2 separate regions of the Mus musculus genome follow, and region 1 is linked to region 2. Evidence: chromatin contacts called from public HiChIP or PLAC-seq data. All regions are on one chromosome and are shown on one strand. Each heading gives the region's core, a stretch centred on a gene start, on an enhancer-like site or on the middle of the called end of the contact. The rest is flanking DNA. Distances are from core to core; before and after follow the strand shown. Region 1 has its middle 9.3 kb from the start of Gm51819. Region 2 has its middle 6.6 kb from the start of Gm30456.

Region 1 (2,992 bases), core at 178-2,677, 220 kb before region 2:
TGGCTTCATCCTTCTCTTATCTCTGCCCCATCCTTTTTCATTTCCAGCCTCCCTTTCAGGTACCCAGTTCATCCATGGCTGCTGGACGGCTACATCTTTCCACTGTATGGATCCTGGGAACCAAACTCTGGTTGTCAGGTTAGGTACTGAGTCCCTTTACCTGCTAAGTCATCTTGTCGTCACTCACCTTCTTTGAAAATATTTTTTTTTAGATTTATTGATGTTATATGTTTTACCTTCATGTATGTGCATGCACCACGTGTGTGCTGAGTGACCTCAGGAGTCAGAAGGCACCAGATCCCCTGGGACTGGACTTATGGATGGTCCAGTCCTGGCTCTTGTCTCCCCAATGTTATCATTGTTCCTTTCCTATTTTAAAAATTACTTTTTTGGTGTGCACCTAGAGTAATGGGTCTTTTATGACGTTTTCTTTATACTTTAGCCCAGTCCATCTGCTCCTGCCTGAACGTGTTCTTGAGTTAGTTTGCCTAAATTTGATTGATTGGTTGTTGTTGTTCCTGTGTCCAAGGAAGTTGGACTATAATTTCCTTTCTTCGTTTCTTCTTCTGGTTTTGGTACCAGGGAAGTGCTGCCTTCATCGATGCATTTGGTGGTGTTCCCACTGTTCCTGCTTTGTGGACCAGCTCCAGTGTTTGCTTCTCTGTGCTTACCTCTTATGATGGTTTGTATGTGCTTGGGTCAGGGAGTGGCACTATTAGGAGGTGTGGCCTTGTTGAAGTAGGTGTGTCACTGTGGGCGTGGGCTTAAGACCTCATCCTAGCTGCCTGGAAGCCTGTATTCTGCTAGCAACCTTCAAATGAAGATGGAGAACTCTCAGCTCCTCCTGCACCATGCCTGCCCAGATGCTGCCATGCTCTTGATGATAATGGACTGAACTTCTGAACCTGTAAGCCAGCCCCAATTAAATGCGATTAAATTAAATAAGCCAGTCCTTATAAGAGTTGCCTTGGTCATGTTGTCTGTTCACAGCAGTAAAACCCTAAGCCTTTTGTTTTCTTGGGTTTTGGTGTTTTGGTTTTTGAGACAAGATTTTCCTGTGTAGCCATAGCTGTCACTCTGTACACCAGGCTGGCTTCAAACTCACAGAGATCCTTCTACCTCTGCTTCCCAAGTGCTGGGTCTGAAGGTGTGCACTACCACTGCTCAGCTATTGGGAGGCTCTTCATTTCTGTTTTAATTTCATTGATGATTGTGGATCTGCTTAAGCTGTCTCCCCAACTATTACTTTATTTAACCATGTATAAACTACACACACACACACACACACACACACACACACACACACACACACGCAGCCCTGCTCCATGTCAGAGCTCCCAGTCACCCCCAGTTATGAGGTGATAAGAAACCAGGAATGGTGGTGTCCCTGGGCTGACACTGACCTTTGGCCCTACAGTTCATCTCCAACAAGAGTGTGGCGCACTGGCTGGCACTCACGGGCAACAGTGAGACTTCAGTCCTAGGCAGCTTGGCTTGCCTCTGAAGTTAACAAATAACTAACTGGATTTAAAAACTGAAAACAATTTAGTGGTTGGGGAAATGAGTCATTGTTAAGTCACTGCTCTTGCAGTGGATCCGGGTTTGGTTTTTAGCATCAAAGTAAACCGTCTGTTACTCCAGCACAGGCAGGGGTCTTGGTGGCTCCTTCTGGCCTCCATGGACACCCACATGCATGCATAGACATGGGGTGTATCCTGTTTTGTTTTGTTTTTCTAGGGTGAGAGGAGAAACTCTATGGACAAACCCAGTTTTCCACTATGACAAGTTATGAAATCAAACTTTCTGCATCTAAGCGCAGCGGGTGAGCCTTGATCTGGGAAACAAGGAAGGAAGAATTATCTTTTAGGATACGAACCCAGCAAGGTCCCTGTGAGTTTGAAGCCAGCCTAGTCTATAGAGCTAGTTCCAGGACATTAAAGACTATATAAACAAACCCTGTTCAAAACAACAACAACAACAACAACAACAACAACAACCAAAACTGAACCAAATTAACCAACCAAACACCACCAAATCCACCCACACACTTCACATCTGGCAGAAGTATTCACCCTTTAGAGCACTCTTGTTTGGCATAGTATTGCAGCCCAGTGTTTGTGTATGTGTATGTGTGTGTGTGCACAGGGTTTATGTGCACAGTGTGTGCGCACAGTATGTGTGTGCACAGTATGTGTGCACAATGTATGTGTACACAGGGTATGTGTGTATATGTGAGTATATGTGTGTATAGTTTGTGTGTGCACAGTGTGTGTATACAATGTGTGTGTGCACAGGACATGTGTGAACAGGGCATGTGTGCACAGTGTGTGTGCACAGGATATGAGTGCATAGTGTATGTGTACACTATTGTCTAATTCACACCCCATTGACTCAGTTACTTCGTGAATAATTCTATTTATTTTCCAAAAATGAGGGTAGCCTGAAGTTACTTCAAGTTTTCCATCTATCAAAGGAGGGAGCCCCTGAGGGCCAATGAGACTGACCCACCAGCAGCCCTCCACTCCTCAGCTGGCTAGACACCTGTTATATCTTCTCGGTTTAATCTTGATAGGTCTCATGAGTCTAGAAATTTATTAATTTCATCTAAGTTTTCCAGTTATTTGGAATATAATATTTTTAAAGTCCTCGAGATTCTTTATGTTTTATTAGACTCTGCAATAACATCTCTTCATTGTTTAAAAAAAAACAAAATGCCAGATGTTTGACTTACCAAATGAAGATTCAGGAGCCAGATGCTGGGTGAAAACCTGCAAGCCCTGAGAGACAGAGAAAGCACCCCACTGACCTCCTTATTCCACTGACTTCCCAGAAGGAAAAGGCTTTTTCTTCTCCACCCTGTCTTAAATACCCTTCGACTCAAAGACTCTCCTCTCTGCTTCCTTATGCTTGCTCCTTGGCAACTCTTGACCTAACACTGATTATATTTAATCCTGTTTGTTTTGTTTCAGACCCTGGCCAAGGCATTGAGGTG
Region 2 (3,179 bases), core at 177-2,676:
GAGATCAGAGGGCAGTTGAGCTGTATGTAAGCTGGGCAAATCCTTGGCTCAGGAAGCTTTGAGAGGAGCAGTCCTGGATGCTGGAAGGCTACACCAGAGAATAGAGAGAGAGGAAGAAGAAGAGGAGGGAGGGAGGGAGAGACAGAGGGTGGGGTGGGGGTGGGGAGAGAACACAAGGTGGGGGGGGGGAGATCCAAGTGGGCCCCAAACTCTCACTTGCTGGCTTTATCATTTGGGGAGGGAATCAGGAGGCTGCCATCTCTGATCTCACTTTCTGGAGAGATCTTTAGGGTACCTCTTATAACCACTGCCCAAACCCTAGGGAGTTAGAGCCTTCTGATAGGATTGGCTCTTGGCAGAAACCATAAGGCACACAGAGCAGGAATGGGGGCAACACCTGCTGGGGGTGGTGGGGTGGGCTGGGAGGGCCTGGGTGGGCTGGCTGCCCAGGGGAGGACAGAAACGTCTTTCTTTGCCTCTTTCTGTGAGGCAGCATCCAGGCTCAGGGAGGGGCTGCCCTTTCATTGGACCCCCACCGTCCAGCTCTGTGCCAAGCACACACACTGGATGAATGGCGTTAGTATTTGAAGGCAAAGTGTGCACATCTAGAACCTTCTGGAATACTGTTACTTACTGTGGTTTTTCTTTGGGTTTTATAGAACAACCCCAAACATTTGCTCACCAGGATGAGTCTGCTTCCCGTGGCAGTCAGGACACCGGGTGCCTTATGAACTCAGCCTAAAGACCCTGCGTGGGGTACAGCAGAGGTGGGAGCGTGGTACAGAAAATTTGCTCAGTTGGCCTCTGGCTGCAGAGGGCAGGCTCCGGCTGACCTAGGCTGGAGTCTGAGGTCATGATCTGTATGTCACCAAGTTGTTCATTAGCATCGCGTTTATTCTGCAGGAGAAGCCACCGATCCTAAAAGTCGTCTATCCCCTGCCAGGGGGAAGTTAAATAGAATAGAGAGGCTGTGGTGCATGTCTGGCCTTGGTTACTTTTCAAAGACCATGGCATCCTTTCTGGGGTCCTTTGGGAGCCGGTCTTTGTGGTTTATGTACTGAGAGATGCCCGTCTTTCCCTCCCTCTCTCTTCTCCCGAGAAAGCCCTCCACTTCTCTTCGGCTTGGTTTTGGATGTGTGTCCTCTCTCCTACTTGCGATTGTGGCCTTGCCCGCCCCTTTCCACGAAGGAGTGACGCCCTTCCTTGTTCTTGGAGCAGTCAGACTGAACTTGCGCGTGGGTGTGGGCTCCACACAGAGACACTGCCTCTCTTTAAGATTTCTCAGGACATCTTTCTTCTTCAGTTTTGTCTGAAAGGGCCACACCAGGGGATTGTTTTGTTTTCTCCCCGAAAGCTGGTGGCCTGGTGGCCCGTTCCCTACCAATCTCAGCTGTGGGAATGGCTTTCATCATGCCCTTTCCCAACCATTTCCCAAAATGCTCTCTCTTCCCCGCCCCCTGCTGGGTGTTTTGGGACACAGAAACCAGTGTGTGGGGCCCGGGTTTTCCTTTTTCTGGGAGAAGTTGCGAACAGCTTCGGTGTCTCAAGCCACACTTTGGCTTGATGGGGGCAGGCCGAGTTGGCTTGGGGACCGAGGTTGTTCTGTGCGACCTCAGTGTCGGGTCGCAGAAGGAGCGGCAGCGCCAGGGGTCTGCGCTCCCTGAGGCTATCTGGGGACCAAACTCCACGGCGCGAGGGGCTGCCGCCGCCCAGGTCCAGCGTCGGAAACAGGGCAGAGCCACCCAGAGGTCCCGGGGCAGCTTTATGCCCAGCGCCCCGCCCGCACCCCACGCCCCTGCAGCCCAGCTCCGGCCGCGCCCCAGCCCTTTGGGACGGGCTCAAAGGCGACGGGCGGGGGCCGGGGAGGAGGCAGCGTTCCTGCAAATCACATGATTTTCCCGCTTATATAAATCACAGCTTGTTTTTCTCAACCGGCTGCAGACTTAAAGGTGCAGTGTCTTCTTTCTCTCCCAAGGGCAGGGGCTCTCCTGGGTGCCTTTGACCAGGGGCAAGCTGGGCAGGAGTGGCCTCAGCTAGGGACTTGTCACACAGTTCAGGGTTTACCCTTGGTCCGTACTTGGGATAGTTCCTTGGGCTGGGGACCAGAGAGAGGCAAGGAAAACGTATCACCAAGTCAGAAACCCTCGCGGGACTGGGGTCTCCTTTCAGAGGTGGGCCAGCAGCCTCTGTGGACAGCAGTGTCTCAGAGCAACCGGCTGAAGCCCCGGGTGCCTGCTTTGGATCCTGAGGGCCTAGGAGAGAACTGGCCTGTGGGAGAATTCTGTTAGCCAGAGTTCTAAAACAGGTGCTTACTATTCTCATCAGCTCTGGCTGTTTGAGGACACTGTATGTGGGAAGAAAAATCAACCATTGCATACATCTAGCATCTATTGTCTACCTCCTAGGCACTGTGGAGAGGGAGAAACAGCCGTTAGACAGCCTTGTGATGAAGCAGGAGTTGGATCAAGCTGCACAGGCAGTTTTAAAGCCCCGTTCCAGGCTAAACAGAAGAGAGTCACAGGCAGTGCGTAATTACCTGGGGATGAATAGTTTGGATAATGAGTCCTGCAGGCTTTGGGAGGAGGGCTCCTCTGGGGGCCTTGGCTGCAGGTGGACTTGAACTGGAGGCAGGGTGGGGGGTCAGCCTGCTAGGTGTCTCAGTGGGAGGGAGGACGGAGTGTGGTGCTGGTGGGGGAGGGATGAACAGAGTGGGCGATCATTTTGGAAAACTGAGGTGGTGAAAATTGAGGCTGGAACTCTGCAGGGTGGCCAGTCACTTGAAAGCACCGTGAGTGTGGGCGGAGAATGAACTATGATTCCCTGTGAAGGCAGAGGGAGCAACCCTCTCCCTACACCCCCCCACCCAGCCAAATGAGAATGCAGGTCAACAGTATTTTTGAGGACCAGCAATCCGCAGCAGTGAGTAGGACAAAGGGAGGCCTCTGGGGAGGCGGTTTGGAGGGAAGCCAACAACAGGTCTCCCGTGCTGGGAAGTTAGGAGAAAAAGAACCAACCATAGGAGAGAGGTAGGGGGCTGTTTAGAAGGAAGAATTGAGGTGATTGACTGGTTTAGGAAGGGAGAACGCCTCTAAGTGGTGTTGACTGTTGGTGGGAGGTGGGGATGCCAGGCACTCTTTAGATCGTGTTTGTCAGGACTCTGGGCTCAAACAGGCATGCCC

Evidence for each region. HiChIP or PLAC-seq counts read pairs in DNA pulled down with a chosen protein or histone mark.
Region 1: a FOXA1 HiChIP or PLAC-seq map of pancreatic cancer cells shows a contact between it and region 2. The contact joins two enhancer-like sites. A contact is called at or near these places in 3 of 39 promoter capture datasets (cranial neural crest, embryonic stem cells and pre-B cells), 1 of 15 datasets of contacts at CTCF or cohesin (embryonic stem cells), 10 of 484 Hi-C or Micro-C datasets (the G1E-ER4 cell line, double positive thymocytes and embryonic stem cells) and 4 of 115 datasets of contacts at active chromatin or transcription factors (astrocytes, embryonic stem cells, memory CD8 T cells and 1 more).

The regions. Positions count from the first base shown.
Region 1 is chr10:127,149,221-127,152,212 of GRCm38.p6, reverse strand. No RefSeq gene overlaps it. Among named protein-coding and RNA genes, the nearest start is that of Gm51819, 9.3 kb to the left of the region's middle. Within about 2 kb of position 1,427, at least 62 of the 459 cell types and tissues checked have an H3K27ac peak or open chromatin away from gene starts, as enhancers often do. A contact at or near this core is called in pancreatic cancer cells, where this site is marked.
Region 2 is chr10:126,927,033-126,930,211 of GRCm38.p6, reverse strand. No RefSeq gene overlaps it. Among named protein-coding and RNA genes, the nearest start is that of Gm30456, 6.6 kb to the left of the region's middle. Within about 2 kb of position 1,426, at least 236 of the 459 cell types and tissues checked have an H3K27ac peak or open chromatin away from gene starts, as enhancers often do. A contact at or near this core is called in pancreatic cancer cells, where this site is marked.